Linked DNA regions of Mus musculus: all the other regions are linked to region 1. The links are chromatin contacts, called in public HiChIP or PLAC-seq and promoter capture Hi-C maps. All regions are on one chromosome and are shown on one strand. Each heading gives the region's core, a stretch centred on a gene start, on an enhancer-like site or on the middle of the called end of the contact. The rest is flanking DNA. Distances are from core to core; before and after follow the strand shown. Region 1 holds the start of Ctxn1 (cortexin 1). Region 2 holds the start of Arhgef18 (rho/rac guanine nucleotide exchange factor (GEF) 18). Region 3 overlaps Arhgef18 (rho/rac guanine nucleotide exchange factor (GEF) 18). Region 4 holds the start of Shcbp1 (Shc SH2-domain binding protein 1).

What was found. Promoter capture Hi-C pulls out the DNA fragments that hold promoters and counts their contacts. HiChIP or PLAC-seq counts read pairs in DNA pulled down with a chosen protein or histone mark.
Region 2: an H3K4me3 HiChIP or PLAC-seq map of pro-B cells shows a contact between it and region 1, with 5 times the contacts expected there. The contact joins the promoter of Arhgef18 here to the promoter of Ctxn1 in region 1. A contact is called at or near these places in 1 of 39 promoter capture datasets (neutrophils), 1 of 484 Hi-C or Micro-C datasets (embryonic stem cells), 1 of 115 datasets of contacts at active chromatin or transcription factors (pro-B cells) and 2 of 9 other capture datasets (embryonic stem cells and liver).
Region 3: an H3K27ac HiChIP or PLAC-seq map of epiblast stem cells shows a contact between it and region 1, with 5 times the contacts expected there. The contact joins the enhancer-like site here to the promoter of Ctxn1 in region 1. A contact is called at or near these places in 2 of 39 promoter capture datasets (hippocampal neurons and neutrophils), 2 of 115 datasets of contacts at active chromatin or transcription factors (embryonic stem cells and epiblast stem cells) and 1 of 9 other capture datasets (liver).
Region 4: a promoter capture Hi-C map of erythroid cells shows a contact between it and region 1, with 4 times the contacts expected there. The contact joins the promoter of Shcbp1 here to the promoter of Ctxn1 in region 1. A contact is called at or near these places in 2 of 39 promoter capture datasets (cranial neural crest and erythroid cells) and 2 of 115 datasets of contacts at active chromatin or transcription factors (craniofacial prominence and effector CD8 T cells).

Annotation. Positions count from the first base shown.
Region 1 is chr8:4,255,492-4,261,405 of GRCm38.p6, reverse strand. It overlaps Ctxn1 (cortexin 1), which reads left to right and starts at 2,132. Exons shown (of 2, transcript NM_183315.2): 1 at 2,132-2,355; 2 at 2,759-3,760. The coding sequence starts at 2,777. The coding sequence ends at 3,025. It overlaps Timm44 (translocase of inner mitochondrial membrane 44), which reads left to right. Exons shown (of 13, transcript NM_011592.2): 12 at 784-894; 13 at 1,151-1,675. The coding sequence ends at 1,270. Snapc2 (small nuclear RNA activating complex, polypeptide 2) reads right to left here. Exons shown (of 5, transcript NM_133968.1): 5 at 5,186-5,914. The coding sequence ends at 5,600.
Region 2 is chr8:3,350,753-3,356,666 of GRCm38.p6, reverse strand. It overlaps Arhgef18 (rho/rac guanine nucleotide exchange factor (GEF) 18), which reads right to left and starts at 3,230. Exons shown (of 29, transcript NM_001370668.1): 1 at 2,937-3,230. The coding sequence starts at 2,940. It overlaps Gm30369 (a long non-coding RNA gene), which reads left to right and starts at 958. Exons shown (of 5, transcript XR_870091.2): 1 at 958-1,068; 2 at 1,747-1,814; 3 at 2,860-2,961.
Region 3 is chr8:3,414,809-3,420,722 of GRCm38.p6, reverse strand. All of the region lies in intron 10 of Arhgef18 (rho/rac guanine nucleotide exchange factor (GEF) 18), which reads right to left. Among named protein-coding and RNA genes, the nearest start is that of Gm46029, 9.1 kb to the left of the region's middle. Within about 2 kb of position 3,557, at least 122 of the 459 cell types and tissues checked have an H3K27ac peak or open chromatin away from gene starts, as enhancers often do. A contact at or near this core is called in embryonic stem cells, epiblast stem cells and liver, where this site is marked.
Region 4 is chr8:4,776,000-4,781,913 of GRCm38.p6, reverse strand. It overlaps Shcbp1 (Shc SH2-domain binding protein 1), which reads left to right and starts at 2,347. Exons shown (of 13, transcript NM_011369.3): 1 at 2,347-2,493. The coding sequence starts at 2,391. It also overlaps the pseudogene Gm6334.

The sequences.
Region 1 (5,914 bases), core at 883-3,382:
AAGTTGAGGCAGGAAGATCCCATGAGTTTAAGGGTAATCTGAGCTAAATGACTTTATTGTAAAATACTCTTTGTTAGTGGGTGTGGTAGCTCATGCCTATAATCCCAGCATTTGAAGGCTGAGGCAGTGGGATTCAGGCCATTCATAACTATATTGTGAGTAAGGCCACCCTATGTTACCTGAGACCCTGTATCAAAATAAAAATAGGCTTTGCATTACCTATTAATTACAAAATGAAGCTAATTTTGCTTACCTGTACTTGGCTAGGATGCTTATTTCATTTGGTGTTTTAATGAGTTTTCCATGATACTTTCAAGCGTGTTTATCAGGACGCAGCTCATCCTGCATCCAGGATCCTGTGTTATTGGGCAGGTGCTGAGCCCTTGAGCTCCACTGGCAGTGGTGCCCCTGCCTCTGCAGCGTGGGCCCCTAACAGGCAGTTCAGCTTCCGTCACCAGAACTTCTTACCTCGTAGGAGCTGCAGGCAAAGTGGAGCCAACTTCCTGCCTTCCTTCACCCCTTGGTTTTATGAACCTGCATGGACCCAGTCTGGGAACAGAGAAATCCCACAGTTGAAGGCCTGGAGTTGCCCATGAGAAGGAGCTCATTGGAAAAAAATCACTCCTCTAAAGTCGGGGAGGGTGGTACCATACCTTTAGCACGGCAAAGTGTCAGACTATAGGACAAGTACAGAGTGCAACTTTGGGGCGTTTCATCTCCAGGGTTGTGAGCATTGGGTGGAGGTGTACAGTTCTGAGGCCTGTACTTGTGTGTTTCCTGCAGCTGGCCATGGGCAAGATGATGGAGCAGGGCCCAGTGCTGATCGTTACCTTTCAGGCCCAGGTGGTGATGGTGATCAAGAACTCCAAAGGCGAGGTGTATGATGGTGACCCGGTGAGTGGTAATCAAGGGAATGGAGGTTTGGGAGTGCTTCTCACATACAGGGCCCTGTGCATTGCACGCCTCCCCAGCACAGAGCCAGGCAGAAGCACCACAAGTACGAATTGAGAGCTTTTTGAAGTCAGAGCACCGTTTCATCTGACCACTGACCAGAGCCAGCAGCCCGGGAACCCCTTCCCTGTCCCCCTCAGTAGCCCTTCTTTCTGTACACCCACCAAGCCTGACCCCTCACCCTGCCCGGTCTTCACAGGACAAGGTGCAGCGAATGCTGTACGTGTGGGCACTCTGCAGAGACCAGGAGGAGCTCAACCCTTATGCTGCCTGGCGCCTTCTGGACATCTCAGCCTCCAGCACAGAGCAGATCCTCTGAGGGCAGCAATGGAGTCTAGGCAGCTCGAGGCTAGACCATCATGGGACAGACACACAGAGACACTTTGCCACATCTGATACAGCTGTGAACAAGCTTCTGCCCCAAGTTCTTCAGGGCAGCTGTGAAACCAGCTGGACAAGGGAAGAGCTTGGGGTGTCTAGCAGGATGGGGACTGTCTCCCAGTGCGTCCGTCACAGGGGTTGCTGGCAGTGTCAGAAGGCCCCAGCCCAGGACTCCTGTCGGGTGAGGCCTGGCCTGCTGTTCTAAGTAGTCCACTGGCATTGCCTTCCAAGCCACTTTAGGTCCTTTTGTTTTGTTTTGTTTTTGTTTTTAAATCAGTGCTCTTACTTCCTGTACATAAGCCTAAGATCTGGACCTAATAAAACACCAAAGCGCAGAAGAGCAGTTTGAACGGTTTGAAGTGTACCTCTCTGCTGGGAAGGCTGGGACTGAGGGCCTGTCAGAGACCTAGGTCAGTGAAGGATTGTAGCCAGAGAGAGTGCTGCTTTCTCGGGCCAACACCCTGCCCTTTTGTGGGAAGAATAAGCATCCCAGCTGTCTGGGGTCTCAGTTGAATTCGGGGTTCCCTAAGGCTTCGGGGCTTAACTAACAGAGACTGGGGTAAGGGGTTGCCCGGGAAGAATACGGATACAGACACCGAGGTTAGGAGAGGCTTCCGTGGGAGAGGCGTAAATGCCCATGTCCTGGCGAGGTCCTGGGTGCTCTAGGAGCTGGAAGCTGAGGCTGTCTGGGCTGGCACAGCGGTGGGAAGGTTCAGCCTTCCGATAGGCAGGCCGGGGCGGGGTCACAAGCCCAGGCACCGCTCCTAACACAGCCACCACCCCCTCGCAGCCCCGCCCTCGTCGCCATGGGAACAGCCGCGGCGGCTGGGCTGGCGCGCGGCTCTCCTTCCTCCCTCGGTCTCCACCGCTCCAGGGGCGGGTGGGGTGGGCTGAGCCGGGGCTGCCACAGCCTCCGCCGCTACCACTGCCACCCGGGAAGACCAGAGCAAAGCAGCGCACGAGTTCCGAGAAAGAGAGAGAGAGAGGGGCTGCAGGGCGGCCGGTCCCCGTCTAGGACCAAGGGTGAGGGGGGCGCGTTGTAGCCCGGGAGTCGGCTACGGTGGGGGAGGGGGGTCTTGGGCCTTGGAGAACAAAGGGAGCGGGGCGGGGACCAGTTCAAACAGTGCAGCTCTGGTCTCTGTCCCAGCGCGATCGCACCTGTTGTGCGCGGGCTGGGCAGATCTAAGCTGACCTGTCCCGGCTCTCAGCGACCCCACCTGCGCGCACCGCTGGAGTTGAGTCCCCGCGTGGCTGTGGCGGCGGAGCGCACAGGCGGGGCATGGGCGTAGCCCGGAGACGACAACACGGACAGAGATGATGCTGTGGGATACAGCAAAGGGGCTACTCCAGAAGGGGTGGATGGAGGTGCAGGAAGGGCATAGCCTCATCCCCGCGGACCCCGGGGTGGGTACCCCTCTCTCCTCAGAGCGCGGCGATGTGAGCTATGAGTTCGGCGTGGACACTATCACCGGAGCCGCTGCCGCCGTCGACGGGGCCCCCGGTGGGCGCGGGCCTGGACGTCGAGCAACGCACGGTGTTCGCCTTCGTGCTCTGCCTGCTCGTGGTGTTGGTTCTGTTGATGGTGCGCTGTGTGCGCATACTGCTAGACCCCTACAGCCGCATGCCCGCCTCGTCCTGGACCGACCACAAGGAGGCGCTCGAACGCGGGCAGTTCGACTATGCGTTGGTGTGATGGGGAACCAGTCGGGGCAGGTCCTTAGGGTCATCCCCGTGGAGGGGTGCCACCAGCCTGGACTGTGCTCAGGGTTATGCCTAGATGCCCTAGCTCGAAGTTGAGGGCGTTCGGAGAAGTCCAGTCCTTACCTACCTTAGCTACCCATCTTCCTTCCTGGCCAGGCCAGAACCCCACCTGGTGCCTTTATCTACCCTGTCCCCTTCTCTCTACATACTTATCCTCATTGCTGATCCCTCAACACTGAGTCCCTGGTGAGTGAAGGACCCCGCACCAACCTCAGCTTTCCCCAACTACCAGGCATGCTACATTCTTTCCTGGAAATGCGGACACCTCTTATCTCTTATTTCTTTGTTATGGTCATCCTCAATTTCAGTGCACTCCTTGAGTCCTGGCCCTGGCAGGCAGGCTTTCTTCGACTCACATTGGACGCTGCCTACCTATAATGCACGGTACAGTTTGCCTCAGAGACAGACCCAGAAACCCCACCATGGCTGCTGCTTGTGTTGATAATATCTGGCACTTTATGTGCGGGAGTACAAGCAGGCTCATCCCCTTCCCAGACTCGGCCCCAGCACAGGTTAGAGTGCCTTTCCTTTGTCCCACCTCTCCCATGTCCCCCTTGTCCCCATGCCCTTCCCTTGCCTTTCACACCTCCCCGCCTCTGAACCGTGGCAATTATAATAAAAGCTATTATTGAGTGCTTACTGCATGTGAAGCAGATTGCTGAGTTAACCAGTCCTGTTCTTAGCCTGTTTGCTTCTGAGGGTTTGTGACAAACAGCCAACAAGCCAAGCTCCTGTTAGGATCCCCCATTCTACAAGCCAGGGGACGACTGGAAGTCCAAGCCGCTAAAATAACTTGCCCCCAAGCCATTGATCTGGAATCAAAACCCACATCTGCTCTTGCCTTTGACTGCTGCCTAATCCTGCAAACACCCAATTTCATACACAACCCTTCAGTAGCTTTGGAGGTGGGGGGCTAGTAACCACCTCCAGCCCCTCCCCCATGGTATAGTTGAGACAACCCCACACGGGGGGGGGGGGGACTATGGGGAGTTAGCCTAGAGGTTATTTTCTAAAACCATACCTATAACCCCCAAACTCCTGAGCCTGGTCCCTCTTGTCCCCATCCAGTGTGTCTTAGAAGCTGTGGGTTTGGCTTTGTGAGGCTGTGACTAGGGAGTGGGCTGGCTTGGCTCCACAATCTGCCTGGGAGATGTGTTGAGATCCTCAGGGAGCCGTGTGCAACGTGTGTGGGGAGAATTGAGCTTTTCTATAAAAGGAAAGCCATGCGAAGGCACAGCTCAGAGAACAGAAATTTTACTCTCAACTTGTTAGGCTTGGGGGAGGGTGCTATGGTGGGAGGGCATCTGTTTCCCCAAAGAGACCTAGCTCCCCGGGCCTGTGCAGTACTCCATACCCACAGAGCAGGTGGAGCTTCTGTGGAAAGAACTACAGCATAAAGGGGTAAGTGGTCTTGGGGTTCAACCATAACCGCAGCCACTCCCTGCAGCTCTGTAGTCCACACTATCCTAAAGCTCCTCCAGGTCTGCCTCCCTCATCCCTGTATTTCTCGGGGTGGTTAAGGTTCCAGCCCCAGTTTCAAGAGACACTCCCTTCTTCCTCCAGCCCTCTCTCTGCTAGTCCCCCTGGCAGTCCTCTCCATGGAACCAGGGCTTTGCTCCATCAAGTGGGCCACACGGCCAACTTCAGTCATCTATAGAAAACTTGCCCCTAATACCCATCCCCACAGAACCAGCCCTGCTTTTCTCTTCCATCTACATTTGTCAAAGAACCATCCACATGGTCACCAAGGAGCTCCTTATGCCAGATTAAGGTCACTCCAGAAAACAGCTTTGTAAATTGCCATTAAGTTTGTGAGTGCATGATATAGGTGTACATGCATGTTTATATAGCATGTGTTTGGCCAAACAACTTTCAGGGGCTTTTTTCTTCCTCACCTTTACATGACTTCAAGGATTTGATCTCAGATGCCAGGCTTCATACCAAGTGCTTTACCCCTGAAGCTATTTCACCAGCCCAGGTACCAGCTTTTGCCAGTGACAGCACTATCTCCCCTGGCATTTCACTCCAGCTCCCAAACTGTGTCATTTCAGAGCCCCCACTCTTATCTTTATGTCAAAGGGGGAATCACAGCTAGGTAGATGATAGCTTTATTGAGGGTTACAGGACACCCCAGGAAAAGGTGAAGAGAACCATCCAGAGGTCCACTGAGGTGGGGAGAGTGTGCTGGGGGGGATCCAGATGCTAGAGCCACACACAAAGGGGTAATGATGTGCTGCTATTATGGCAGAGAATAGGCACAGTGGGCTAGAGACACTTGCCCCAATCTACCAGTGCAGGAATCCTGCTTTGTGTAGAGCCTTCCGTCTCTCCAGCCCTCATTCATCACAATTGTGCTTCACTTTCTAAGGCTGCTGGTGTATACAGCATCTGAAGGCTTAGCCTATGGCTGAACACTGTGTCAGGAAGTCCACAATCAAGTTCCAACACCAGTGGTGCTGGACTGATGTTCTGGGCAAAACTCAGCACATCTCGTCTGCTGTACTCTTCACCTCGAAGGGCTGGGGGCCTGGCTCACGAGGCCCAGGGGTACCAGGAACGGGTTCAGTGGGCAGATCCCAACTGCTTTCCAGGCCAGCCTCGGCTCTATGGGCTCAGAAGCTTGAGGACTAGCTTGGTCAGGCTCCTCTGGCCCTGTGGAGCCAGTCCCTCCATCTTCAGTCCCAGGCCTGGGCCTCTTCTCTCCAGGGAGAGCGGTCTGGGGAGCCATCAGTTGAGCATATGTTTTGGTCATATGTTCCAGCAGGGCCGTGCAAGGCAGGTGGGACAGTTCCTCTGGAAGTGCCATGAGCAGGTTAAGGAC
Region 2 (5,914 bases), core at 1,981-4,480, 910 kb after region 1:
TGCATGTGTGTGTGCGTGCGTGCACATGTGCTATTCTTCCAGAACGTCTGAGTTTGATTCCTAGCATTATTACCAGGTAGGTAGCTTATAAGCAGTGAATCCAGCACCAGAGAATCCAACTCCCTCTTCTGGCTTCCTATGGTGCTTGTACTCATATGCTCCCATCCCCCACAGAAAATCATCCTGAAAATCAGCAACACAGGGCTGGCGACTTGGCTCAGTTAGGAGAAGGTGCATGCCAGCAAGTCTGACGATCTGAGTTTGATTCTTAGGACCAATATGGTGGGAAGGAAAGAACTGATTTCTACAGGTTATTCTCTGCTCTCTACACACATGCACACATGTGCACACCACACATACATATAAAGAAATGTAATAGAACACATTTTAAAACCAATAAATGGATAAACTAAAAAAAATCAAACATAAAAGACAATAAAAGCAGTAATTAAAGTGATGCCAATTCCTTCAGGATACTTCATGCTAAGTAGGATTTTCAGACTTAGGTTGATAGTGGATAAAGGAAACAGAAAATCTCAGAGAAATAGGGGCAGTGGAACTAACTGAGGGATGGGTATATTATGAGCCTTAAAAGAGGATTTATTTCTTTTTATTTTATGTATGTGTTTTTCCTACATGTATGTATACCTACCATATGAGCACTGGACATGCAATGCCCTTGGAGATCAGAAGAGGGTGCTGTGCTCTCTGGAGCTGGAATTACAGGTGGTTGTGAGCCACCCCACGTGAGTGCTTGGAACTGAACCTTGGTTCTCTGCAAGAACAGCAAGTACTCTTCGCCACCAAACTACCCCTCCGACTCCACTGGGCTTTCTTTTGAGGTAAAACACAGGAAGTGCCTGTGACATATACATGTTTTATGGGTGGGGACAGCCCAGGAAGCAAGACTTCACCACAAGAACACAGAACAAAGGAAAGGGCGGGGTGACTGATGTTTTCTGAGCTGCTACAATCTGCCAGGCACCAAGCTCAACCATCTCTCGTGTGTGACCTCGGGACTTTTTCCTCACATAGAAGCCCAGAGAGGTTGTGCAATGTCACCCAGAGGTGGGAATGTTAGGATTCGAACACATGACCTATCTAAAATGACGCTCCAGCACTAACCACAGGAGTGAGCCCAAGCGCATTCCTAGATCGGTGTTGGGAGTTGGGGAGACCTGGGGGTCAGAGATGGTTCAGTCCAGATTCACTGAGGAGTTTGCAGTTAACCACATGCGCGTGACCTATGCATGAGCACATGCTGGTGTGTGTACAAGTGTGTATGTGTGTGAGGCAGGAGGTTGACATGGAGTGTTTCCCACAATCGCTTTCTGTCTTTTTTATAAACTTAGTTAATTATTAGTTGATTATTAATTTGCACGTGTGGGCACAATCCACAGAACGTGAGCAGAGGTCAGAGGGCAACTTGCAGGAGTCAGTTCTCTCTCCAACGTATGGATCCCAGGGCTCAGGCTCGGGTCCTCAGGCTTAGCCTCTACCTGCTGAACCGTCTTGCTGGCTCCCACCTTATTTTTTCTTATTTTTATTTTCGAGACCGGCTTTCCCTGACTCTCCTTGAGGTTCACTGATTCAGCTAAACTGGCTAGTCGGAGAGCTTCAGTGATCCTGTCTCTGCCTCCACAGTGCTGAGCTATCAGGCCTGCACCACCATGCTCAAAACCTGTTTTTTTTTTTCATGAGTTTAGGGGAGCTGAACCAAGTTCTTATTCTGTGTTATCTCCCTAGGTCCTCTTCAAGACCCATGAAAAGCTGCCTCAGACAGGAATTTACAGTCACAAGAAGGGTGCTTAAAGGTGGGTACAACTTGGAGTTTTCCCTCAGAAACCAGGGTGACTCTCTTGGAGGGTCAGCCCTGTGGGAGCCACATTCAAAGCCTGTCTCCTACCTAACTCACCACCTCCGTTAGAGTGGTCAGCTCTAAATCCACTGATACATGGCTCCAGGGGTCGCCTTCCTACACCCGAGAGTGCACAAAGTCAACAGAAACTGAGGAAACTGTAGTCTTGGGTGTGCCTGGTACAAACCACAGCCTGCCTCCTCACCTCACTCCATTCCGGCAGTTGTTGTGGGAGGTTCCTCAAACTGGGCCACAAAGGGAGCCACCAGTGACTCCCCAGGGTTAAGGGCCTACAGCTGGAGGGCTATTGAGCAGAGGGTGGTCCCCATTTGGAAGACCTGGAAAGATCGGCTTTTCAGCAGATGTCAGCCTTAAAATTTTGCTTTGCAGACAGGATTCTCCAAGTCTGTGTCAGGCAAGGCTGAACAAAACCCCAGAGCCAATGCTTTGAAAGGTGAAGAGGTCAAGCTGCAGTGTGGTGGTATGCGTGCATACCTGTTACCCCAGAACTGGGGAGGCACAAGTAGGAATGCTGGGAGTTGGAGGCAAGCCTGGACTGCATGGTGAGACCCAGATTCAAAAGCAAAACAAAACAGAACAAGGCAAAACACGGACACCTGCTGAAAAGGCGCTTAGACTTCCTCCCTCATCCCTGGCCCCCTACTCCTCCGTCCCCACACAGGCTTTGCTTACAAAAGGTTCCTTCAGACTCCATCATAGGTCTCCTCTAGACCAGGTGGCCTCTGAACTCCCTATGTAGCTGAGGATAACCTAAACCTCTAATCCTCCTGCCTCCATCTCCCAAGTGATGCTTGACAGCGTACAACACCCAGCTTTGACTTATGCAGTGCTGGGGATGAAACCCAGGACTTTGCCCATGCTAAGCAAGCACCCTATCAATTGAGCTATCTCCCCAGCACCCTCCAGGGTCATTTTAGGATTCCTGATCTCTGCAGTGCAAACAGCTGCCCCACTCTCTTACTGTTGTGTCCCGGCTATAGGAGTCAATCTCCTGCCTCACAGACTCTCAGACGTGCAGATCCCGAAGTGCCCACCACTCTTCAAGATAGTCACTCACCCATGAGTTCCCGATTCTTGCTCAGGTAGGTAACTGGCTTTGTTAACAGCTCTTGCAGCTCCCATGTCACACAACCAGGGTTTCAAGGGACACATGAGCCAGGCTAACCACAGAGTGGCTCAACTCTGCCCAGTTTCCTCTTTCTAAGCCACCGGCTTTTTATGGTTGTCTTCATCAATATTGAGCAGCAGGCAGCAGGGGTCAGCAAGGAGAGGAGAAAACAAATGGAGGTGGGTTATGAGGATCTGGGAGTCCACCCTCAGCCTGTACCTGCCGTAGGCGTCACGGGGAAGTAAAGTAAAGAATGTAAAGCCTCCCACGAGGGGAGGGGAGGGGAGGCAGCAGCACTGAACCCCCACCCGGCAGCTTCCTGTGGCGCCAACTGCTGAAGAGGAACGGGGTGTGAGGGCCTCACCCTAACACTCGGGCACACAAACAGAGACACATGGGACATGCAAGTCACATGTCTCTAGACAGACACACGCTGGAACACACATGGGGACAGACACATATGTGGGTGTGTGGACCCATGGAAACATGTGGAGCTGAACGCTGGGTTTGTAAATGTCTACCAGCGATCATTCTGCTTGGTATCTGTCTGTTTTCCCGGTGTAAATACTGCCACTACCGCTAACTCCACTTCTTCAACTAACGCACTGTTACCAGAGCTGTTAAGGTTAGAGCTTGAGTCCTGGCAGTCTCCTAACAAACCAGATTCAGCGACTCATTCTAAGAAAGTCAGTCGAGGAAATGGCTCAAAGGGTCAAGTGCTTGCTGTGCAAGCAAGTGGAATTGATTTTAGTTCCCCACCCCCACCTGACTAAATAAAGTCAGGGTGTGGTAAGGCCACCTGTGAGAACTCCAGTACTGAGCTGGCAGATAGGAGAATCCCAGGGAAGGGCAGGCTACCCAGTCTGATCCAGTGTTCCAGGTTCAGTGAGAGACATTGTCTCAAAAATAAGTGCATGTGGTGGTGCACGCCTTCAATCCCACTGGGCAGGCAGAGACAGGCGCACCTCTGAATCTGAGGCCAGCCCAGTCTTCAGAGGAAGTCTAGGCAACCAGGGCAAACAACAGTGAGAAGTAGAAAAAATGTATCTATTCAGGGTTGCTGCACCTGTAAGAGGACCAAACGGCCCCCTGCTCCTCCCACCTCTCCCCTCCAAGTCCATCCTTAGAGACCTGGTATTAGATGTAGGTTTAAATAGAAGGCAAGAGGTATGCGCAGGGCTGGAGAGATGGCTCAGTGGTTAGGAGTGCTTGCTAGTCTTCTAGAGGACCTGAGTTCAGTTCCCAACACCTACACTGGGTGGCTCATAACTGCTTAATTTCTGCTATAGAAGGTCCTGTGCCCCTTCTGACCTCTATAGGCACCCAACACAATTGCATGCACACACACGCACATATCCACACACAGACAAACACACATACCCCAGACAGTTGCACACACAAGCACATATTCATATACAGACAAACGCACATACCCACAGCCACCTGCATATATACATTCATATATATACACACACAAACAAATACACATACAGGTACACGCACACATATGCACACATGTGCACACACACATACACACTTAATAATAGGAATGAATATAGACTATCTTCACTCCTACCAGGATGGGTACACCAGTACCTGAAAAGGTGAGCAGAAGAAGGGTTTAAACTTGGCTCCACACTGGAACTGAGTGAGTGGTCTCTTAGCATGAAACTCTTGTGAGTTCTCAAATGTGGCCCTCTGGGAAACAGTAATGTACAAATAGCAGCATTCACACATGCAGAGATTCCTGGGTGGATACATTGGTCTTTGCACAGACATGAGAAGCTGAGCACAGTTACACACATGCTGTGTAGAATAGTAGTGTCTATACGCGCAGAAAGCTCTGAGTAGACACACATTATACTCTGGGCTCTGCACATATATGTGGAACTGTATGCACAGGTGAACACACATAGAGTATAGACAGTGAGGCCATGCCGTGGCACACAGGATGCACCACAAGCAAGAGCAACAGAAGAAAGTGTGTTTTGGCTTACAGTTCCAGAGGGCTAGTGTAGGCAGCCGGGCGCCTAAAAGATGGCGCCGGCCTCCGGTACACCGTCGCCATAAACAACGCCACTGCGCAGGCGATAGCCCGAATCTGGCGCCAACCCCTCCCGAGCAGGTGCATACAAATCAAAGTGCCGGCAGACTGACCAATCCCAGGAGGACACATAGCTCTCCCCAGTGCTGGGGTGTATATAAGCAGTCCTTCCTGGGTTTCCGGAGTTCCCGTAGCAAGGTGTTCCTGAAATAAAGAAGGCTGTTGAGAAGAATCCGACTGTGTTGCGTTTTTCTTGCTGGACGAGGTGAGTGCAACAGGCTAGATGTACTTTAATGCCAGGAAGGCAAGGAAGCAGGGGTTGGAAGCTGAGAGATCACATCTTTATTTACCACCAAGAAGCAGAGTGCAAATTGGAAGGGCAGTGAAGCTACATACTCTCAAGACTTATCCCTAGTGGCAGTCTTTCTCCAGCAATGCTGTACCCCAAAAGTTCTATAACCTCTCCAAACAGTACCACCAACTGGGGACCAAATGTTCAAATACACAAGCCTATGGGTGGTGTTTCCTATTCAAACCACCCCAAAGGAGACGGAGACCTCCGAGACACATGTTTACACAGCGCCAATCTGGAGACACAAGAGCATCTCACACAAACACTCAACCACATCTAGCCTCTCAGACTCGCCAGACCCCTGCAGACTTCTCCGGCTTGTCTTGGCTCCCAGGAGTGGATCATTAATCTTCTGGAATGTTGGGCCTGTGTTATGGCTAAGTGGATAAAGGAGCCTGCTTACCTCAATTTGATTCCTGATCCCAGGTTAGTAGAAGGAGAGAAATGACTGCTGCAAGTTGTCCTCTGACCTCTACAGGTGTACTGTGCAATGCAGAGCCACACACACGGACATTGAATAAATAAAAATGT
Region 3 (5,914 bases), core at 2,308-4,807, 840 kb after region 1:
TTTTGTCTACATTTCTGCTTTCTCCCAGTATGCCCTGTATGCAGTGCTGTGCTGCCCGTTTCTAGTCAGTTGTGAGCTAGGCTTCCTCTGTGACAGTTCCTCCAGTGGTTGCACGTCGTATATCACACCTGATCAAACAGGCCCAGCCATTCTCCACACACCAGCGGCCCAGAGACCTGGAGGTCTGCCTGCTGGGACAAATGAAACCATGTGTTTCTCTCTCACTTCTTCTAAACAGCATTTACCATGCTACACAGGATGGAAGCCTTGTGCTGCTTTGGAAAATGTTAAAAGAATTGGCTCAGCAGGTTAGGAATGCTTGCAGTGAAAGCAAGAGAACTGCGTGTATGTCACCAGCATTCTCGTAAAAGCCGTGCATGCCTGGAACCTGTGTTGTCACGTGCAGACAGCAAGACTTTGCTGGACAGCTGGCTAGGGTAGCCAAAATAATGAACTTCAAGGTCAGGGGAAGAATGTGTCTCAGAGTCAAGGTGGAGGGGCTTGAGGCACTCAGCAGGCAAGGCACTGGCTGCTCTTCCAGAGGACCTAGGTTAAGATCCCCCAACCCAAGCGGGGCAGTGGTGGTGCACGCTTTTAATTTCTCAGTACTTGGGAAGCAGAGAGCATCAGTATCTCTGAGTTCAAGACCAGCCCTGTCTACAGGGCAAATTCCAGGACAAACTAGCTTACAGAGCAAGTTCCAGAACTACATAGGGAAAAATCAAGACACAAACAAAAACAAAAAGATTCCCTGACCCGAATGACAGCTTACAAACCATGTGACTCCAGCTCTCAGGGGATCTGATGCCTACTTCTGGCCTCCTTAGGATGGCACTGAGCACACGTGGCACACAGATACAACCATTTGCAATTCCAGTTCCAGAGAATCTGATGTCCTGTTTAGGCCTCCATAGGCTCCTCTACATAAACAGTACACATATACAGACATGGAGGCAAACATTCATACACAAAAAATAAATCTTGGGGCTGGTGAGATGGCTCAGCGGTTAAGAGCACTGACTATTCTTCCGAAGGTCCTGAGTTCAAATCTCAGCAACCACATGGTGGCTCACAACCATCCGTAACGAGATCTGACACACTCTTCTGGAGCGTCTGAAGACAGTGTACTTACACAGAATACATAAATAAATAAATAAATCTTTAAAAAATAAATCTTAATAAAAACTGAGGTGGAGACTGGCTGAGGAAGGTGCCGGATGTTGACCTCTGGCTTCTGCGTGCACAAGGAAGGGTAAGTGCCACATGCACATCCACACTCCCACAGAAACGCTGTAATCATCCTGGATATGTGTTAAAGCTGTGCCAAAATGGACCGTTCACAGCAGTGCAGTCCGTGGAAGTCAGTAGTAGAAACTGCTCAATCATCTACCAGCCCACTGGTCACAGCTGACTCCAGTGTGCTCCAGTGTAGCCAGGGAAATGCTGTCTAGCTATCGAAGAACACAACCATGCTCTGCAGGCAAGTCAGGTCCAGCAAAAAGGAAGGCTCAGTGGGGAAAAGTACTTGATGCCTGACAAACCGAGTGTGTGGAAAAGCTAAATTTGGGGCTAAAGAGATGGCTCAGTGGTCAAGAGCATGCACTGCTCCTGCAAAGGACCTGAGTTTGGTTACCAGCACATACACTGGATGGTTCATAACCATCTGTAACTCCAGCTCCAGGGGACCTGGAAACCCCGTGCTTTCTTGAGCACAAACATACATGTACACACACCCACACACATTCACATGCTCTAAAATAAAATTAATCTTACAATGAAAGTTGGATGTGATGCATCTGTAACTTCACCAAATCCTATAGCAAGATGGGAGGTGGGTTCAGACCAGCTCCCTGGAGTAGAAAGCGGAGTGGTGGAGAAACCCTTCCCTTGACGAGGTGCAAAGAGAGGACAAATGTCCGGAAGTTTCCTCTGCTCTCCACATACATGTAATGGTGCACATGTATCCACATGCACATAATAGTAAGTAATAATAAAAAAAAACTCCAAATATTTAGAAATCAAACTCAAAAGACTGCTGTTTGCATGAATGCATGGATAGGCAATGTCTAGGCTGGGCAAGGTCCGGGAAGATAATCATGAACATGTATCCCATGCCGGTATCGAACTCCTGATCCTCCTGCCTCCACCTCCTTAGTACTGGGGATGGCTGACAGTTTATGCTGTGCTGGGGCTGGAACCCAGGGCTTGCTCAGTGCATGCTGAAGAAATGCTCTACCCGCTGAGCTACATTTCCAGCCCACCTCTGGAAGTTCTAAACTTGATTATGCTCACTAAAAGCCACTGGGCTGCAGACTTAAGAGACCAGCTGGGCCAGTATGTGAACTGTGCCTCAATAAAGCTGCTAGGCAAACACACACTCACAGCTGGGTTGGGAGCTGCCATTTTTCTGGTCTGAAGCCCATCATTCCATCATTCCACCTGCATGAGTCATTCAGCTCTGAGACAGGAAAACATCTCCTGATGCCTGCTTTCCTAAAGCAGACAGCCATGGGGGGGGGGGGGGGGAGTGTGGAAAACATCTCCTGATGCCTGCTTTCCTAAAGCAGACAGCCATGGGGGGCAGTGTGAGTGTGGTTCAGACCTGGCCACACAGGGAAATGTAGCTTGCTGTTGCCTAAAACTATCTGTAAAGACAATTTGGGGGGACGGTCTAATACTTGCCTAGCCTTTAGGAAGCCCTGGGACCTGAATTCCTGGGTTTATTCAATCCCATCATTGAATAAGCCAGGCACGGTAGCACCTGCCTGTAATCTACCCCCACTGAGAAGGTAGAGGCAGATGGATCAAGAGTTTAAGGACATCCTCAGCTAGATAGCAAACTGGTGACCCATCCTAGCCTCCCTGAGACCCCTTCTTAAAGTGGAAAAATGCTGATCTGGATGGGCAGCTTGCTTGCCGGGCATTCACAAAAGCCCTGGTCTGGATCTCCAGTGTTGGGAAGGGAAAACAAAAGTTACTCTAGAGCCCAATTAGCACTGTCTGCTCTCCCTGCCGAGAGGCGGGATTGATCTGCAGGTCCCTGGTGGCGGTAGCACTTGTGTGATTGACACAGAGTTGTTTCTGCAAGAGAGGAGGGGGAGGGGACTAAGCCAACAGTGAAAACGGACACAGGGATAAGAAAACCCACTCACTCTCTGTTAACAGACAACAGGCTGCTTTCAGGATGACTTAAAGTTTTTATGTAGTGTGCGTATACCATGACTCGGGTATGGAGGTCAGACGACAATTGGTGGGAGTTAATTCATTCTTTCCTTCTGCCATGTGGGAACTCATTAACCTTTGTGACCGGAACCTTCACTTGCTGAGCCATCTACTTCACTGGCCACAAAGACTTTTTTTTTTCTTATTTATGTATATGGCACCTTACGCAATCAGGGAGTTAATTACCTGAAGACCAGTATGAAGCGCTCAGTGATCTTTCTCACTTGTAACCTTTACTGTATAATCCCAGAACACAGAAGCTTCTAGAGTCACCAGTGTTTAAAGGAGGCATGACGGCTCGTATCTGTAATGCTACAGCACTTGGAGAGGGTGTTCCAGGCAGGAGCAGTGCCACAGGCTCAAGGCCAGCCGGACAATGCCCAGTGTGGATGAAGGTGCTTGGGGTCAAGCCCAGCAACCTGAGTTTGATTTCTAGGACCCACATGATCGAAAGGAAACAGATTCCTGCAAGCAAGTTGTCCTCTGACCTCCAAATCCCCAATATGGCATGCACACCACCTCCCCCACAACAGTAATAAATAAAAATGTAAATAAGAAAGAACAAAGAAAACTGTCAACCTTTTGTCCTGTGGAGGAAAGAAGGCCAGGCTGATGCTAAGCAAGTGTCCTACACTATCCCAGGCCTGGAAATGAGTATCTTAAAGCAACAAATATGGAAGCCACTCATCTCCTTCCAGTCTACAGGTCCCAGTAATCTTACTGGCCCGCTGATGCCACTCCAAGGAAGTGGCTCTGGAATGGAAATGTCCAGTTTTCTGTAAAAAGGCCACTCTAGAGAAAACAAAAGTGTATGTGGGGTGGGGCAACAGCGAAAACTGGTCCCTCCACACAGAGGCACCATTGATACCGCATTTTGTCATCTACTCTTTGGGGGAGATTCCTGTTACAGGCTGAAAAGCGCTCCCTGGGTCTGGAGAGTTCTAGCAGGTGCTTGCTTGTGCTAGAGAGACAATTAAGAGCAAAATCGGATGCAAGGTGGAGTTTGCAGTTCACAGTTCCTGGCGTTTCTGCCACCTGAGGATCGATGAGAGCGGGGGTGGAAGGTGGAGGGTGGGAACGACCGATCGATTTCTCTGCCTTGCCTCGTTCTGATGTTAGAGAGGAAAGGGAGTATGGAAAAGTATAAAGTACATGGGTGGGAGGAATAAACTGCTTTGTTCTACACCTCAGGGGACACAGCAAAATTAAAAGGACATCTTGTACCTTGGAAGGTAAGTATGAGTCAGAAAGGATGCTCGCTCTAAACCCAGAACAGTCACCTCCTCATCTGCAGACGACAGCTGGAGGGTTGAGGGATTCTGGATGTAAAACACTTGGGGGAACCTGTTTAATTTTGATTTGTGTGTGTGCGTGCGTGCGTGTATGTGCGTGTCTCACACTAGCTCTCAGGTGTCAGGGTGATCATCCTGTCATCTGTCTCCCACTTCACAGTAGGAGTGCTGCCATTAAAGGTGTGCTCCACTGCATCTGGCTTTTCCATAGGGATCAGGGATTGGAACTCGGGTCCTCGTGCTGGCACAGCAAGCCCTTTACCCACCGAGCCCAGAGATTTGTTTCTGTGCCAGTCCTGTGTGACCTTTATTCTGGTCACTATCTCCAATGTGTCGTAACAATATACGCATGTGGTGTTCACACTGTATCAGGGGTTATCATCAGCTACACAATAAGGTCTGTAGGAGACCAGGGAGATGGTGGCTGAGGAGACACCTGCATAAGAAAGGACCAGACTGCTGCTCAGGCCACAGGATCTGCCTGAAGCAGTTCTTCCTCCTTCTGAGTCCTGTGGGCTCACCGAGACACTGTCTCTGAGTTGCTGGCTAACAGACCTAACTCTGGTGCCAGGGTTTCTCATGTGGAGAAGGGAGTTTGCATCAAATCGCGCACTGGTGGCCGTACATTCATCATCCCTTCCCTGGCCCTGCTTTGGATTGCAGGCTCTCCCCAGGAAGGCATGAGGCTCCTATTTCTGCTATGGGGATAGGGGAATCAGTTTCCTCTTAAAGGTCCCACCATGTAGTCCCTGGGGCTAGAGCCTGATCTCTATCTACCCACAAACTGCTATCTATCTCCCCATGCCATTATGACTACTTTATTACTACTGCTATTTTTAAGCTGGATCTCACTGTGTGGTAGAGGCTGATCTCAACCTAGTGGCAGTCTCATGACAAGGCATAAGCTTTCTCTCTAATCTTCTTTTTGTAATTGTCTCGGTGCTTTTCTAGGGCCTCTTCCCAGCTGAAAGGGTCTCCCTACATCAGAAGCATGGGCCAGGCTGGGGTACCGCTGGGGCAGATACTGACCCTTCTTGCATCCCCCAAACAATCACTAGTTTGCCTTCTACTGAAGAATGGGCCTCTAGGGATACGGCCTGGTCACCTGGCTCAGGGCAAGGCCTTTTTGGGTAACCTGCTGGGAAGCTGCTGGGTAGAAGATTTCCCTTGAGCACTGTGCTGACTGGTAAATAAGATCTGGAGAAAGTGACATCAAGATTAACATATGAAAGAAGCCAGCTGGAGAGACAGACAGAAAGTCCTCTCCCCAGGGTCATGTAAGGACCGAGCACAAACACTCAAAGCCTGGGAGCCTTAACTCTGCGTATAAGTATAAATGTTCGCCTGTGTATGTGCATGTAGTATGTGCACGCACACCACATGTATACCTGGTGCCCAGA
Region 4 (5,914 bases), core at 1,098-3,597, 520 kb before region 1:
ATCATTCTGTTTGTTAAATATTAACAGTTTGTATTTTATAATTTGTATGTTGGACTTTTAAACAGAATTGAGACTGTGATAAACTGTAGGGATTTTGAAGCTGAACTAGATGCCTTTCACAATATAATATTGCTATAAGCCTATGGAGGCCAGGGAGTCGAGTGTGGTAGTGTGAATACAGATGAGCCCCATAGGTTCATATATTTGAGGTTTGGAGGCTTCAAAAGTCTCCCACCATCCCCAGGGCTGATGAAGCAACGGAATGATACTGATGCTTCCACTCTCCCAAGCTGAGCTCTACCTGGAGTAGCACAACTTCCCAGAACATTGGACTAGACTAGTCTACAAAAGACTAAAAGTTTGATTCTGGAAATTCTTTTTTTTTTTTTCTGTTACTGAAAATAGACTTTTTTTCATACAACATACCTCAAGAAGTGACATCGAGGATGAGAAAGAATTAAGTTAAGGTGCTACTGAGATACCTGTGGCAAGCTGGTAAAGATGGCAATCTACAGAGCAAAACGAGGTGATACAAAAGAAACTTTGTCTCATGGGAGCCACTGGGAAGGGGCTGGGAGACTAGGGGGGAAAAAAACATAACTCTCTAGAATCTGGTTCACCTCAGGCCTCAATTAGTCACCTCAAACACCGACATCTTGATGACTAACAGCCAGCCACCAGAGCAAGAGGACATGGAAAAGCTATTGAATTAGCTTGGAGAAGTTATTCAACTTTTTCATGAGGTCTGTACCTCATTGTGAAATGAGTAGACCGTACTGCTACGTCTTATCTCATTGGAATATTTTTTAAGAAAACATGCTTTTTCAGTACATAGCAAGGAGCAGATTACTGGGGGATAGCAAGACTAATTCCTGAAGACTGATAAAATATTTATGTATTAATTTACATATGTTTTGTGATACATGCATGTTCATGTGAGTGTGTGGACATAAGTGTAGATAACAGATGATTAGGTCTGGTGTCTTTTTCTATGGCTCCCCACCTTATTTTTTGAGATAAGTTCTCTCACTGAACCTGAACTTTGCCAATTTGGATAGACTTGCTGACCAATAAGATCCAGGGTGGTCCTGTCTCCAAACCATCCCTCTTCCAGCACTGGGATTACAAATGGTTACTATCATATCTAGTTTTTTATGTGGGTCTGGGGACCAAACACGTCCTCATGCTTGTCTAGCAAATATCCCATCAGTTGAAACATTTTTCCAGCTCCATAGAATGATTTTTGAAATTTAAATAAGATATTGTAGGTAAAACTTGCTGGCAGTATTTTGTATAGTAAATAATAGCTATTAACGTTAGTTACAGTTTAATTTATTAAAAGTTAATCAAATAGCATACTAAATATAACTTTTTGAGACGTTTTACCATATCACCCTTACTGAACTGGAATTTGATTTGTAGACCAATCTGGCCTGGAACTCCTAGAGACCTACCTCCTGTCTCTGTCTCTGCTTCTGACTCTAGAGTAGTAGAATTAAAGGCATATGCCACCACAGCCTATCTAAATATAATTTAACATTACTTGAAACTACCCAGTGTCTGGTTCCTGATGGTGACAGTGACAGAGCTGCTTATACCAACATTCTAATATTGCTTCATCTGTAGCCAGCTCCTGAGTCATGAAGGGATTTACACACACACACACACACACACACACACACACACACACACACGTAATAGCATTCACTAGCAGTGGCTAAAACACATACATGTTTTTGTTTGTTTGTTTGTTTGTTTGTTTGCTTTTGTGTTGTTTGTAATGATCTACTGTAATTGACAACCACACTGATTAAGCCAATTAAAACTTTTACGTCCTTTTTATTGGAGATCAAACTTGAGCCCCTAAAAACTTACTTGTTGACAAAGCTCAAGGATATATAGTTTTAAAGGTAAACCAAAGTAAAGTGGGTGTTAGAGTAATCTTGAAGCATTTATTATTAGCAGAAAATAGTAGTTATTTTAGACATAACTTGCTAATTATTTCGTTTAATACCTCTGACCATGGCCAAGGCTCTGGAAATCTTAAAGGTGTTGCCAAGGTCAACTGACCTAAAAACTCTTTAAGCAAACATAGAGTCAATCAAGATGGCATATCTTAATCATTTCACTTTCATTATCTTTTCTACTATGCTCAACATCCAAGTTTGCCTTGCTGATTTTTGAGAAAGCATTCCAAATTACATCAACATTCAACTTCCTTTTGTTACTGGGAAGAACTTGATCGAGAACAGTCCGCCAATCCCACAGGTGGCGCTGAAGGACTATCAGAGCAGTTACTGAAAGCTGAAGATGCTCCTCTAGTCGAGTACTGACGCTAGAGATGTCGTCATCGCGTTCTGGTTTGTGACAGCCGCCCGCGTAAATTTGAAATGGCTGATGATTTGCGGGCTGGTGGAGTTCTGGAACCTATAGCTATGGTTCCACCGAGACCTGACTTGGCGGCGGAGAAGGAACCGGCGTCCTGGAAGGAAGGTGAGCACCTCAACCCGAGTCGGAGAGCTGTTTTCGTGGTTGCCGGCCGGGCCTGGCCACCCTAAGGACGCGATTACCTGGGTGGGGAGTTCTGTGCTGGGTCTGGCCCCGCTCTCACGACTTCGGAGTCGGGAGATACTGTGGCCAATTTAGGCTCTCTATCCTCCTGACTCAGCTTCCGGAGAAGAGAAGGGGTTGGATCTGGGTGGACATTCCCCAGACGGAAGGGACTCAGGGGGCTTTGTATTCATTTATTTCATGAGCCAAGTTTTTGTTTGTTTGATTGATTGATTGATTGATTGATTGATTTGTTTTTAACCTACATCTAAGGGATCATGTGCTACGCTTCTCCTTTTTAAAAACAACCTTGAACTCTCATCCTATGCACTGGGGACAGATGACAGCAGAGCTGAGTTTGGATAGAATCCAGAAATAGAATTGACCCAGCTTTTCTTTTCTTTTCTTTTTTCTTTTTTTCCAACACAAACCACCAGCATTTATTTCCTGGGCCTAAGTATCAGTCTTTTGGTAAAAAGGGCAAAGAATTGGTCAGTTAGTTTTGAATCCAAATCCTTTCCCCAAACTGGATCTGTGAGGCGCCATGAGGAAACTTAGAGCTGCATAGATCATCAGAACTGAGCTTAAACCCGCTTTCAAAACAAAACCAAAACCCAAAACCAAAGCAGAAGAAAAGTGATTGTCAGCTTCTCTCTCTCTCTCTCTCTCTCTCTCTCTCTCTCTCTCTCTCTCTCTCTCTCTCTCTCTCTCTCTCTGAAAAAGTTATGTTTTTTTAAAAATGTAAAAGAAGCTTTAAAAAAGGGCTAGGAAGATCTTCCTGACAGACAGGCTGGCTGGAGGGTGAGTGGTGACAGGACAGTCCCTGTCCAGGTGGCAGCTGCTCACCTAGGGGCAGGGCCTGGCTCAAGCCCCGCCTAGCTGAATAAATAATATCTCGTGGTGCTGGTTGTCTTCAGAGTGTACCTGAGCACCGTGGGGAGGTGGGGAAGAGTGGAGCCTGCGGTGTGGGTGGAGGACTTGGCTGGAGTGGGGGCCACAGAGGATTCCATGAGGCTCTCAGTCGGCCTGGCTGGCCAGGGCTCCAGTCCGGGAGGTACAGCAGGTCTCTTCCAGCCTTGGGACCACAGGCAGACTCAGGACGAGGTGTTCGCATCACTGCTCTCAGGCTGGCTGCTGGCTTCCTTGTCTGGGGTACTTCCCTCTGCCTGTGCTTCTCCCTCAAGTGCGAGCTCGCCCATGTCTCCAGCGAGCTTCCGCATGCTCACGGCCTCCGAGTCTCCCTGGATGTCAGGGACTGCATTCCGATGGCCTGTCCGGTCGCAGGAGATGAAGTCCGAGTAAGAGGACTCGACTTCCATCATGCCTGTCGCATCGCTCCTCAGGCCTGACCAAGGGACAACCAAGAAACATGGGTGCTAATACTGCCTTGAATGTGGCCGTGGGATTTTCAAAGCTCACAGCAGAAGTCCAGGTGGTCTCTCTCTGACTGTATAGCAAGTCTAGTCTAATTCCGTTTTCCTGCCTGCATCTCTTCAGGTTTTTCACTCTTGATTAGCCAGTGCAGAAGGTCTGCCGCCTTGTCGCCTCATAGAGCCCCAGCCCTAACCCAGCTTTTCTAACCCTCAGCTTCATTGTACCTAATCATGGGAATTTTATTTGCCAAACTGTGACCTTACATATGCTAGGAAAGAGCTCTACCATCCCCAGTTCCTTTTTTACTTTGAGGCAGGGCCTCTACATAGTCCTGGCTGACCTGAAACTCACTATGTAGACCAAGCCAGCCTCCAACTCAGAGTTCCACCTGTACTGGAGGCTCAAGGCATGAACCACCGTGTCTGGCCTTGATGATTTTTAAAGCTAGTTTATATTAACACATTCAGTTATAATGTGTAATGGACAGAGTTAGGTTGATGTGAGAAATCATAGGTGTGACTTAATTCTTCAACAAGCGTACTTTGTGAACAGCCAAAAGTTTCATATGTACAGATGCCTTAGAAAACAGCCAGTATTTCCAATGTGAAAGCGTTATAATATGAAGAGTCAGCTTTAAAGTGTCTGTCTGTAAGGAACTAAACTTGTATGCTATTGTATGAGAAATCTTAAAAGTGGCATTTACAAGTCAGGAGTGATAGTGCATCTCTGTGATTCCAGCACTTGAGTGGTAGGAGCAGGAGCAATGGGAATAAAGGGCCATGCTTGGCTACCTAATAAGTTGGAGACCAGCCTGGGCTACATGAAACTCTGTCTCCATAAAACCAAACCAAAACAACAGTCACAATAAAACACTGAACTTAGAGAAACAGAGTTTACTTCATGGTTTCCCAAAGAATGGGGAAACTGTTTGTCAAAGTAGACTTAATGAAAAGCAAGAAGAGTAGAGTAGATCATGTATTTTCACCATTTAAAGAAAATATGTGAGGTAATGGAAATCTTAGCTTTCTTATGGTAATTATTTCTTAATATGTAAATAAAACATGAATGTCTTCCGTAGATGACTTTCTTTTTCTACTTTGTTTCTTGGCAAATTTTTTAATTTAATTTAATTTCAATTTAAAAGACAAATACAGCTAAAAAGCATATGGAGTGCATCAACTTAATAAACCTAGTTTCTACCAATCAAAGGGCTAAGAACGCTATCAGCATCTGAGGTTTATAGCTGAGAGTCATCTACTTGGCTATAACTAGCCTTTTATATTTCCACCAATATATTTGAAGAACGCCTTGATTTATGACTGATTTTATTCTGTTACTATTTTTTTAAAAAAACAATGAAACTGCTACATTAGAGCATAGAATTTGGATGTGATGGTTTGTATATGCTCAGGCCAGGGAGTGGCACTATTAGAAGGTATGGCCTTGTATGTAGGTGTGTCACTGTGGATGTGGGCTTTAAGACTCTCATCCCTAGCTTCCTGGAAGTCAGTATTCTGTTAACAGCCTTCAGATTAAGATATAGAACTCTTAGTTCCTCCTGCACCATGCCTGCCTGGATACTTCCATGTTCCTGCCTTGATGATGATAGACTGAATTTCTGAACATGTAAACCAGCCACAGTGTTGTCTTTATAAGACTTGCCTTGGTTATGGTGTCTGTTCCTAGCAGTGAACCCTAAAAATCAATCTTCTGAGAAGTTTTCTTAAGCTGTGTTCCAGAGATAGCCAAGGTTATTCCTCATGCTACAGCACTCTTTAGTAATGTGTTAAAGTCATCCAGGTGGTACTGGTTTTGAAGGCATGAGGGGTTATGAAGAACAGCTGAGGCTTGGCACTGTGAGAGGCAGTGGAAGGCCATTGGTGAAGGTGCAGCCTCAGTTGGTCCACGACTGAAGGATCATGTAAAGGAGTTGAGGCTTGGCACCATGAAGAGAGCCTATGAGAGGCTTTTGGTGAAGCCTAGTTGCAGA